3 separate regions of the Zea mays genome follow, and all the other regions are linked to region 3. The links are chromatin contacts, called in public Hi-C maps. All regions are on one chromosome and are shown on one strand. The core of a region is the stretch at or near the end of the contact, and the rest is flanking DNA. Distances in the headings are between cores, read along the strand shown.

Region 1 (3,909 bases), core at 56-2,555, 500 kb before region 3:
TTTCTTAGAAAAAAGGGTAGGCTGCATTCAATTTCAAGGGAATGGAAGCCCGAAATAGAAAATTCAAAGAACACACCTCATAGTAGGGGCAAGTATAATCAAGAGTATGTTTAGGTGGATGCGTGAAGGGGAGAGGAGATGAGAGAGAGCGGAAACGGGCTATAAGCTTCCCATTGGTTTAAGCACAAGAACCAAGAACTTTGTCAGAGATGAGTGGACATCTATTAATCTGCCTACTATATAAGTTGGGCTGAGAAATTGTCTACAAAGATCTATTATTAATAATCTTTACTCTTCCTTTTAGGAATGTAGGAGCCAGGAGGCTAGCAGTTCGTAACTGAACAGTAATTAATAATAGGAAGTAGAGCTAGATTGAACGAAACACGATAAAAGACCACCCTCCCTAATGCGGTTCACTAATTTGAGCAACCAATTTCCAAAGAACATGTGGACAACAGAAAAATAGGTTTCCAAAAATAACTATCGCGCGCAACTTTGAATGGAGCAACAACAGCCCGGACCAGAAAAAAAAAAGGGGCAGGACAGACAGAGCCAAGGTCACCTCCGCGGTCGACGAGGACGAAGATGGGTCGTCCCCCAGCCTGCTTGGGCTTGAACGAGATGTCGAACTGGTCGAAGCTCTGGCACGCCTTCCGGTTGGACTTGGGGTACTCGACCCATCCGTGCAGGGTGCCCCCGTACTGCGGCACCCCGAAGTTGCCGATGGCGCACTCGTACTTGCCCTTGAGCTCGTCGGGGGAGGTCACCTCGAGGCTGTTCTTCTCCACCACGAACCTCCCCGCCGCCGCGTCCGCCAAGGCCAGCGCCACCACGACCAGCAGCGCCAGCCACGCCTGCCCCCTCATCATGGCTCCCTTCTGCCCCGATCGCACCGCTCTGCTACAGACCCTCAGCGCCCAGTGGAGTTGCTGATAGAGCAGAAGCTCGAATCCCCGTGCCGGCTGGAAGTTCCAGTTCCTTGGAAGTACTCGTGTGGGGCGAAGGGGAACCAGCGACGGAAGATCGATCTATCCAAGAGACGGATAGCGAGGTGCGGAGATTCCCACGGGCGCAGGCGCAGATCTGCGGGCCTATAGATAAGTACCCCTCGGCCCGGCCACAGTGGACAACCAATTGGAGGCGGCCGGCGAGATCTAGCCGAGGCCGACCGGCTGCTGCTGGGTGAGGAGAAGGAAGGGATGCCAGGCGTTGGACGACCGGGAAGCAACGCCTCCGCGTGGGGAAGTCGTCGGCTGCCTGCTCTGCTCTCCTCGCCTCTCCTCACCCCGTCCAAGTAGAGCCCTGCCAAACAAGTCACCCGAACGACCAGAACCACACCACACGCGGATCGGAAGCTGACAGTGTCCGTCGCGACGCGGGCGGCCGTTGGATGGGCGATGGGTGGGCCAGGGCGCCGGCGATGACTTGGACCCTCGTGCATGCATGCGCTGCCACGGCGTGAGCTCGGGGATCGCGTCGCGTGGGTCAAGGCTGGCGGTTGGTTGGGTTCGGTTTTCTTGAATCTACAGCTTCGAGATTCGAGCTTGTCAACGTTCTTGTGCCCTTCAGCTCATGCTCAAGTGCTCAACTGCCCAAGGAAAATTAACCGAGTCATTCACAGGGCACTTTGAATTGTTTATGCAAGTTTATTTATTGTGCACGTCTAGGATGAAATCGTGAAACTGAGAGTCAACCAAGACAGACGGGCAGCCAAAGACAAGAGGACTACTACTGCTGCCGGAGTAATTTACATCGATCAGCTTTGCTTCACGGGGAAGTAAAACTTCTTCTGGAGTTCAATAATGATACAACAAGCCCATCCACATCGAGTCATCAGGACCTACCGTTCTGAATTTACTTTCCAATAATCAGAATCGGTCGCTATCGGAGTATCCGTCAATGAGACGCAGATTCATGGTCCACTTTCAGTTATTGCATCTTGCAATCTCCGTGGTCCATTCTGTGATGCCGGACCGGATAAATGCTCATCGCCTTGTCATCTGCCTCTACCCCCACAAGGAAACAGATAAGCATCGTGCATTTGCCCAGACAGCAATATACGGTGACAAAATTGGTCATTTTGTAAAAAAAAACATTTTGTGAGGTTATTATTAAAATATGAACTGAGTCTCACCATTCAGAGTCGCTTGTTGAGATGGTCGAAATATATATACGATTTAGAGTCTAAATAAATGAGTTACGCTCTCGAAAAGATACTCCAACATAAAAAATTCTGACCCATATCCATTTTTTTTCAAAAACCTATTTCAATGTCTAGGATCATTCCCATGCCCGAAGTCCTAACGGAGTTCAAAAGTTGCGATGGACGTCCGAACTTTCGACAAATATAAAAAAAGACCATGTTTGGATCTGACCTTTTGGATTCCGATATGAACTGTTTTAAACTCATGGAAAAACTTGAAAAATACGTCTTGGAAAGGTTTTCTAATAGATAAGATTACTCCCTCTTTCTATCTCTATGTATGTATATATATTGGATGATCATATCCGATTGAGTAAGCTAGCATCCAATCGCTCTTTTTACATATATTCCTCATTTTGCTCTAATCTATTTCAACCTCATGTTGTTTATCGTTTGATTCGACGCCCTAGTCTTGTTGATGGACCTATAGCTATCCATCGATGTCCTTGCCTTGACAAGGTCCCTTTCGTATGAGAGCTTCGACGGTTCCTCTGCTAGTTTGCTCGAGAACTAGTTGTTCTTGGCCACATAAATGTGATAACTATCTTTTGCTGATTTGCTTGTGAACCTCGCCGCTCTTCGCCGTAAAATTATGTTGGTTACCTCATGTGTTCTTTGATCTATGGTAGCTCGGGCAATTTAGTCAGAGTTAGTGTATGATCGATCTTTGCGTGAACACACTTTTTGGCTACTTTGTTTGGGAAGACCGTTTTAGCTCTACTTTATAGCTGAATCTCTTTGATTTATCTTCATGTGGTTGCCATTACCATCACATCTAGCCCAAAAGTTTGATCGCATCTGGTTTTGACAACTTATGATCTTGTTTGTGGTTTTGTAACGCGTTTCTCCTATCACTCAAAATTTTAGCAAGACGATCATGTTCATGGAGTACCAAGGTGTTGCACCATAATACTACTATAATTAGCCCGAGGTATAAGTACAACTTGTAAATATATCTTATAATTCTAATAATTATTTTGCAAGTGCTATGAATTTTTATGTTGGTGTTGCTAGTCATAATGATAGTTCTTATGAGGCTAGATGTTCTCGGTGATGACTAGTAAACACCACGAAGCACACAAAATGATCAAAATAAGTTCAAGGATAAAACTCTCCAAAATGCTAAACTTGGCTCTTTACTTCAATGGAAATCAAGAAGATGATCAAACCAAAAACGCAAAAAACAACTAGCGATTGGAATGTTTGGAAAAGTTTCTAGAGTATACACGAGCCCAAGAAAACAAACATATCACAAAATGGACAACCGAAATTGCCCAAAACAGTGACCTACTCAGATGAGCGCGGTAGTGAATGTTAGGAATTTAGGCATTTTCATAATCAATTTAATAAAAAAATATAGCACAATAAATGTGATGACAGATATATGCATGTGTGCATAACTACTCACAGCAGCAGTAAACAACAAAATAACATGCACAAAAATAAAGAACAGTGAGTACCCTACAGAGGGACCAATGTTCAAGGCATCAGTGGCTCCATTCACATGAGACATCTCATGTGTATGTTTTATATAGACGATCTAAGCCGATGCAAGAAGAGGTATGCACTACAGTCCCTCAAACGGTCGCCGGGAAGAAGTCGTACAGCAGGAACAACAACCACTTGAAAGAAGATAAGGAAGACGAACAACAACGTCGCCCACCAAGAGGAAGAATAACAAGTTCTCACGAACAAGGCGATGTCAA
Region 2 (4,201 bases), core at 1,093-3,592, 340 kb before region 3:
TTTCCCAGATTTTCAACTAGTTCAAGAGCTTCTGAAGCAACAAAATATATGAAACCAAGAGCAGCAACTCTTGATGTTATGCCACCCAATGTGGGTAGAACAACACCATAGCCCATCGAAACTACTAATAGAAGAAAACGAGAAACAGTCTTCTTCACAGCTGTAAACGTAACTGCCCACAAGGTAATGCCTATAGGTCTGGTTCCAGTTGAATTAAAGTTAGCATACTCAAAATACCAGAAAGCCATTTCACACATGCCAAGAGCAATAACAGTTGTTATATGGTAATGCAGCTGCAAAATGTCCTTCCAGCATCGCACGAACTGAATGAACCATAGAAGTCCAAGTGCAAGATATGCAAGTGACATGACACCATAAAATGTCATCATTGGAGCCATTTTACCAGGGAGGTAACCCTGTGGATTTCTCCAAACAGTTCTTCCTGTAACCTTCAATCCCTTAAGTTGAGGATCACAGAACATAAAATAGAGGTAATACATCCCTGTTTTGTTTATTGATACAATTTGAGTTACCATAGTGGTTTCTTCATTTTTACCATCAAAGAATGTCTGGATCCTCTTAGGCCAGTCAGGGTTCTCAGGATTTGGACGTATGATCACCTCTCCTACTCTACAAGATTTCTCTTTATCAAGCTCAGGCGTGCAGCATATTGCATCAGAGTGTAGATATGAACCTCCAATTTTGTCCCTGTCCTGTATCTCAACAATTATAGCCTCCACCAATCCTGTCTTTTGCTGCATCTCCTCATGCCTAGACGCTGACTCCAGGGTGCGACGAAATACAATGGAGTCAAACCTGAAAGATTAGTCCATTAGATCACAGAAAAGTAAAGATTTAAAAGACATCTGACCATGTAATTTTTATTGACATGATACTTTGCTGTTAACCCATGCAGTTTACCATGAAATTGTTTGTGAACAAAATGCCTAATGACATGGATGCTCCAAAACAGTTGACCTAATGTCCACCACTACACTGCTCTGCACAGTAATAACAGTGACATGGCATGTGCCATACAGAACCTAAGCCAACTTTACTGTCTTTCACATGTTCATGTCATCAGAGCATGACAATCATACTAAAATTTGATAAACAAAGGATACACACCATCCAAACAGTGATTGTTTGTATCCCCTTATTGGAGCTTGGTGCAGTGCAAAGATGCAGTAATGCTCCCTGATTCCAACCCCATAAGTCATAACACGGCAGCCAAAACAAAGAAACTGAACTATGCAAGGTGGTCAAACGCACTGATTCAGATAGAACAGTAACTTTCTTTTAGCAGCTGTATCCAAACCAATCAACAGATCATCCTACATGAAACCAAATTGTAAAACAAATGGCTTCATTTCTCACATATATAATATCCAAAAAAAGCAGCAGCAAGAAACCTAGGAATGGCAAACACTCAGGATGCAAATTAAGAACTAACAGCAAAAAAAGGTAGGTAGTCAAGGCTTCAAGCTGCCTGCAACATAGTGGATCACAACCGACTAAAAGGACATAATCAACTTTTAGGACCTACTGTAAAATCCCAGCCTCATCACATGCTGCTGGGCAAACAAAACTAGAGCTGAACCAACGCAATAAAACTGACTGCGACATACACTTGATCACGACTCACATAAAACAATAACTGCCTTTTATCAGCTGTTCCAACTAAGTCAATAGATCAGTCTACCCGAGCACAAAATTACAAGAATTTCCACTTGATCCAACGCATAATATCAAAAGAAACAGCAAGGGCCCTAAAAATCGGGGCAAACACCCAAGACGCAACTTGTTCAGAAGTTCCTGCCGTCCCAACCAAATCCTCTTGTCGTACACACCATTGCCCCGGAACTAGCTCGTTGATCAACGAAATGCGCCGCATTCAACACTCTCATATGATCCTGCACACCAGCACCCTCTCGATACGTACGAGGTCCGCAAGACCCTACGGGCGAGGCGAGCCGAGGAAGTGAGGACCGGGCGGATGCGGTGGCGAGCGCCTACCTGATGAAGGATGAGGAGTTGGATAAGAGGTCGGATGCGTAGAGACCCTCGCTCCCGCCGTGGAAGAAGAAGGAGTTGGCCCGCGGCGCGAAGCCGCCGCCGGCGTACTCGTGGATTGAGGCGTCGGCGCCCCGGGCAGCGAGGAGGGCGATGAGGGAGAGCCCGAGCGCGAGCGAGAGTGTGGCTCGCCGCATCGTCGCGAGGGTGCGTGCGGGCGCCGCCGTAGCCGTCTGCTAGTCGGCGGCAGCGGATGGATGGAAGTGGAACCGGAAGGAGAGGGGGCTCGTCTTGCTGCCAGCCGGTGCAGGATGGTTAAGGTTGATGTAGTGTGACCAGGCATCAACATCGCTTGCGTTGTCCGTTAACGATAGCGAGTTCACTGGACCAGAGAAATTCTACGTAGTACGACGTGTACATCCTTTAAAAAAGGACAATACCTCTACTTAGGATTAGGAACAGTCAACATCATCGATTATAGAGATGCAGGAAATTCCTCTATTAGAAGACAGGAATAGGTAAATTTTTTATCCCACGAGAATGTAAATCGGAAAAACTCTTCCTCAGTTCCCCTAATAGGTAAACAGGAACGAGAAGCATTCCTCGTCTCCGTTTCCCACAGTGACCTATTAAATTTGTACGTGATGATGTTTTCGTGTAATAGTTAATAATAAAAATAAATAATTATTTTGTCATAAGATCATTCATCGTACAAATGTGTTTATTTTGATGTACACAAAATGATTTCTTATATATGACAATTTGTATAAGTTACTATGTTTTGCATTAAAAACAAATGATATATGTCTTAATTATAATTTAAGCGGGGACGGGATCCCCTTTGGGGATTTATCCCGCCGGGAATAGGAATGGAGAAGAAATGTCACCGTAAACGTTTGTGAGGATTCCGGCAGAAAAAAAATTTATTGCGGGGATGGAGATGGGGGCTATTCTCTGACGGGAAATTCCCAATTGTCATCCCCAATCCAGTATACTATACAGCTAATGATGATTAAAGTTACAACTTGTGCTTCATAATTCATCTAACTTTATACTTAGGTTAATCTTTAGGGCATGCACAACTATGAGGCAGTGGACAATTTTCTAAATACAAGAGACAACAAAAAACTGCATGATACAGGGTCTATTTGGTTCAGCTTTTTTCTGACCAGCTTTTTCGAGAATCTAGCTATGGGGAGAATCTGGCTGTGTAGAGAATTTAAGTATCATTAGGATTACGTGCGGAGGAAGATAAAGTTGTCCATGGGGCTCAGGATTTATAAAGTGATGGATTACTACTATTGCGACGACTCAACCGATTATATGTTTATGTTGATTTTGAATATTTTTTATCCAAACGAATTTTATAGAAGTTGGCTGAAAAGCTGAGTGTTTGGCAGTCCGTAGCAGCTTTTGGTGGCCAGAAGCTGTGAAAAGCCGAAACAAACAGGCACACAATCCTGAGCCCCGAAATTATAAATAAAGTTAATAGACAATATGTACGAAGAATCATATAAAGAGTTTGTCTCTGTGTTTTTTTTTCAATTAACCCTCTAAATACCCCTCAAGAGACCACCTAATGATTGAATGGGGTTGTACACGCCCTTACGAAGTCTATAGTTTATACTCCTTTAAGGCACAAGTTTCGTGTGTCGTGCATCACGTGCGAATCACGTAGATTTGTTTTATTTCCCCACTTCTCATCTACCAATGGACCGTTATACCGTAGATCATAGATGGATCGTGAAAAACCACACGAGACCATGTTAGATACATACCCATAAAAATAAAATTTAATATTAAAATAAATATAGTCTATATATCAGATATTAAAATGATAAGAACAAATATTATACTTTTATTTAAATGGTGTTTGATTTATAGGGACTTTAATCACTCCATTTATTCCATTTTAGTTTTCATATTTAACAATTTATAGACTAAAATAGAATAAAATGGTGGGACTAAAAATTAGTCAAAGGGCTGAGAAAATCCTTTTTAAGTCACACGTAGCGCAACACTCACATAGTATTATCTCGCTAGTTGAAAAAGAACGAGCGACCGACCAACCTATAAAAAAGGATTTTCTCAGCCCTTTGACTAATTTTTAGTCCCACCATTTTATTCTATTTTAGTCTATAAATTGTTAAATATGAAAACTAAAATGGAATAAATGGAGTGATTAAAG
Region 3 (4,003 bases), core at 1,281-3,780:
GCGTCGGCCGCGCGCCTGCCGAAGCTTTCGAACAGGTCGGGCGAGTGCTGCAGCACCTCGCTCGCCGACGAGTACCCCATCAGCCGGTGAAGCTTGCCGTCTCTAGTACCCGTCCTTTCGTCGACGGTGTTGAAGGACGAGTTCCTCGACACGTACAGCGGCTGCTGCCCGTCCTCGGTGCTGGTCGAGTGGCCGATGCCGAACGAGAGCCCGTACTCCTCGGAGTAGGACACCGGGTCCGCCTCCCCGAAGAAGCCGCCGGCGGCGGCGGCGTTGTGGCCGCCGGAAGCCTGCTCGTACTCGTCAGTGCTGTACTCGTCGCCCCCGAACGGTGACTGCAGCCTCTTCCTGGCGCCGGGGTCCCTGTAGGAGTAGGAGAGGACTTCGGAGCAGGAGCCGCACCGCAGCCGGCGCGTTCCCCTGCTCGGGACGGCGAACTCCGCGGGCAGCTGGACCAGGCTGACGCAGCTGGAGCAGATCACGAACGGGGCGCCACGTAGGACTGGCAGGCAGTAGTTTCTGGGAGGAGGAGGGCGCTTATTGCTCACCATGACCGGTGGCCTGCGCGTCGCTGCAGGTTCTTGCTTGCAGGGTCTGTATCTGTAACAGGGTGGCTGCTGGCAACTATGGTGGCAGCACCCATGACGGCAAGGTCTCGTTTCCGTCTGCACGTTGTGGTGGAAGTGGAACGGATAAACCCAGTGCCGGCGATACCGCAGCGACGGCAGTCCACGAGAAGCAGCAGCAACCTGGCCAGACTTGCTCGGGCGAGACACGTAGCCAGAATGCTTGGCGGCAGGATGGTATGCCGCGAGAGGTGCACTGGACGCGATGGCTGCACGAGTCGTGCGGCCATCTTGCTTGGAATTGGAAGGTCGTGGAGGTTGGTGCGCCTTCGGCTTGCAGTCGTCTGCAGGTTTATTACTGAACAGCTCAGAAAGGTCGCCCTTCAGCTCGTCCACTGTGTTCATGATCTTCGACTGGAGGGGCTCGCTGGCACTGAAGCTTTTCGACTGGAGAGAAGTCCGTGCAGATTGGAAATCAGTCGAGTCTCGTGACGATCGAAGATCACAGGACCGAGACAGTACCCTCACAAGATACCCCTTCTTGTTTGCTGCATGTTCGCCTCCGCCTTCTTCCTTCTGCTCGGGATCTTGCGCACTGACGGCTGCCTTGCTCATCTCAGAAGGAACCGTTTTGATCTCAGAGGCGTTCAAGCGGCGTTCTGTATCATCATCATGTCCACTTACTGCTCGGCAAGTCTCTGAATTCTCCGTAGGCTGTTCCACGGTGTGGTTTTCCTTGTTCTCAGCGTCGTGAGCCACCACCACAGCGTTCTGCACAGCCAGTATGCCACCACCATTTTCGCCGCTCCCTGCCCCGTTGCTGCCATGCTCGGTGCTTGGAGCATCAGCACCGAAGGAGCTCTCTGAGCCTTGGTCTTTGATTTGGGGAGGCGCCCCATTGCCATTGCTCACGGCTGTAGCGACCGAATAACTGTCGGAGTCCTGGCGAGCTTGTTTTGCAGACGCATGTCGGCCACCGCTGGCACAGATTTTAGCTGCAAAAGCGTACGGAGGGACACTTCAGAAACTACGAGCAAACGAACGGTAGACTTTCTTTCTCAGCGAACAACCGAACGAAGTTACCTCGAAGGGTGGTGCCGCATCCGCCGCACCTGTAGACTGTAACGTTGTGCGGTTCTGGGAGAACGTTGAGACAGTTTGGGCATCTCACGAGCCGAAAACCTTCCGCGTTCGCCATCAACCAAGAGAGTACCAGAACATCACCCACAGCTCAGAAATCCCAGGCGGGGCCGCGGTTACCTGCAGTCAGCAGTTCAGCACCAAGCCGCTGAGGCTGAGAAGAGTTGTCTTTCAAAGTTCAGAGCTTCAGACAGCAATAGCAGAAGACGGCCGCAGCTGTCAGCCTGTAAAACTGCAAATATATGCAAGAGGAAACGGCGGTCAGAATCTCACCAACAGAGCAGGCTAGCGGTCTGGGTTGGACTTAAGCATGGGAATTTGATCTTCGTTGACAAAGCAATTAAGACTAACTGCTGGGTGCTGGCCAAGAAGGATAAGAAAATCTCTCAATCCAGTCGTCAAAGGCTACTGATTACCCTAACGCCTATGGCTTGTTCGTGAATCATGAGGCCACCAATTTATCTTCAGCTTTCCCCCCCGCAGAACTCAGCCTCCCACAGACCGTTCTGCTTCAACCAAAAGCAGTTTTGATTTTGGTACCGTCTCACAGATACAGCAAAAAGACCACCACTTTCAGAGAACAACTATAGAACTAACGCTTGCGGCGCAAACTCCCATGTCGAAGCTCGATTCAGCAACTGAATCAAGCTACCCGTGACGTGAGAAGAACCCCGGTCGAAAAAGGCAGGTAGAGGGAGGGAGAGGGAGAAGGCAGCCAAGAAGTCACCTTTCGCACAGGGTCCCGTCGTCCCCTGGTGGACGCTTCCTCCTCGTCGCCTACGCCTCGTGTGATCGTGTCTCCTTCTCCTCCGAGCCGAGGCGGCCGCGTCGTCGTCGTCTCCTTCCTCTTGTTGCAACCTCCGCCCCACTCGAACCCCAGTTCTTGGAAGTTATGGCGCGCTCGCTTCGCAAGGGGCAGCAGAAACGACCGGGCGGCCACTGCCATATGGTATAAAAAAACACACACACCACCAAGTCTCCGTTCCCGCGGCGAGGTTGACTAGTACAAGCAAGCAAGCTCTGCAACGCTCTATCAGCGGTGTGAACGGGAGCTGCGGAGTGGGGATGGGGACGGACGATGGAGAGGGAGAGCGCGAGGGTGCCGGCGTCCGGGTCCGTGGTCAAACGTATGCGTGGTAAAACAACAGGGGAAAGCATGCATGGGCTGACTGACTGGCTGGCCGGGGCTGTGTTGACCTGACGAGTGACGACTTCTCTGTTCTTGCACTGCACGAGACCGAGCCGCGTCGTGCGGGCGCCACCCCGTCTCATCCATCCGCCCGGCGCTCTGACTGCACCCGTGGTCTCCGGTTGCTGCTGAGACTAACCGCAGCGCAACCCCCTACGCAGCCCCCTCCCCTTGCATGCGGCGCGTAGGGGGCACACTATAGCCGCAGCGGTGCCCCCTACAGCGCCCCCTACGTGTCGGTCCCCTTCTCTCTCCCCCCAGATTTAGCGTGTCACTGTTCACCACCCTAAACACTGTGCTGTGGGTCCACGAGTAATTGTTAGTAGATAAAAAATTGATAGTTGGTATAAAAAATGATATTTTATAGTGGTAGTGGGGTATAGGGGGAGTATTTAGGGGGAACCGCTGCGGGAGATGAAAAAATAAGGGAGAAAATAGGGGGAAAAAGTGATATAGGGGAAAAAAATTTAGGGGTAACGGCTGCGGATAGCCTGAGCGCCGGCGAGTGGCGAGGGTGGTTGGTGGTCCCGTGCCGTGCAGTTTTACAGCCAGTTGAATACTGATTGGAGAATGGAGATGCCAGTACTCCCCTCTAGAAGTTCTCTCCTCCTCCTTGCTCATTTCAAGTCTGCCAAGCAGCAGTAGGTCTTGCTTTAGTCAAACGCATAACATAGGGGCGACTTCACGAGGCAATGATGGCCTAGACTAGACTTGCTCTACGCTGTAGTACGTGTCGTCGTTACCGGATCTGGAGAAGCGACGATACGTCGATATACCAGTGCAGCAGCTGCCGCTTCCAGTTTACCAGTGCAGCTGATCGTTCTCGTCCTCGTCCATGTCACAGGGAGGGAGGCCTCACGCCTTCCCACGTGCGGTGCGGGGCCCCCGCGTGCGCGATCCCGTGGCCTGTCGCGGCTGCGCAACTTGGCTGGGCACCAGCACCGCCGCTGTCGTGTATCCATCCACGCGCATTTAATCGGCGACAATTGCATCTGCTCGACTCGACTGATCGCCTTCGCTTTGAGCAGACGATGGCGATCCTTTGCTGGACGCCGGCAGAAACTGGATTGGGCGGGCGAGCTGCCGGCCGGTGGTGCCATCAATTGGC

What was found. A called contact is a pair of places that touch in the nucleus more often than the background predicts.
Region 1: a contact with region 3 is called in a Hi-C map of tassel, with 1.7 times the contacts expected there. The contact joins the promoter of LOC542350 here to the promoter of LOC100275583 in region 3. A contact is called at or near these places in 2 of 25 Hi-C or Micro-C datasets (bundle sheath and tassel).
Region 2: a contact with region 3 is called in a Hi-C map of ear, with 2.2 times the contacts expected there. The contact joins the promoter of LOC100273998 here to the promoter of LOC100275583 in region 3. A contact is called at or near these places in 2 of 25 Hi-C or Micro-C datasets (ear and leaf).

What each region holds. Positions count from the first base shown.
Region 1 is chr9:137,003,587-137,007,495 of Zm-B73-REFERENCE-NAM-5.0, forward strand. LOC542350 (vacuolar sorting receptor homolog 1) reads right to left here and starts at 1,306. Exons shown (of 12, transcript NM_001305862.1): 1 at 563-1,306. The coding sequence starts at 869.
Region 2 is chr9:137,167,327-137,171,527 of Zm-B73-REFERENCE-NAM-5.0, forward strand. It overlaps LOC100273998, which reads right to left and starts at 2,343. Exons shown (of 6, transcript NM_001365807.1): 1 at 2,017-2,343; 2 at 1-816. The coding sequence starts at 2,210.
Region 3 is chr9:137,502,574-137,506,576 of Zm-B73-REFERENCE-NAM-5.0, forward strand. It overlaps LOC100275583, which reads right to left and starts at 2,531. Exons shown (of 3, transcript NM_001149634.2): 1 at 2,434-2,531; 2 at 1,650-1,938; 3 at 1-1,561. The coding sequence starts at 1,764.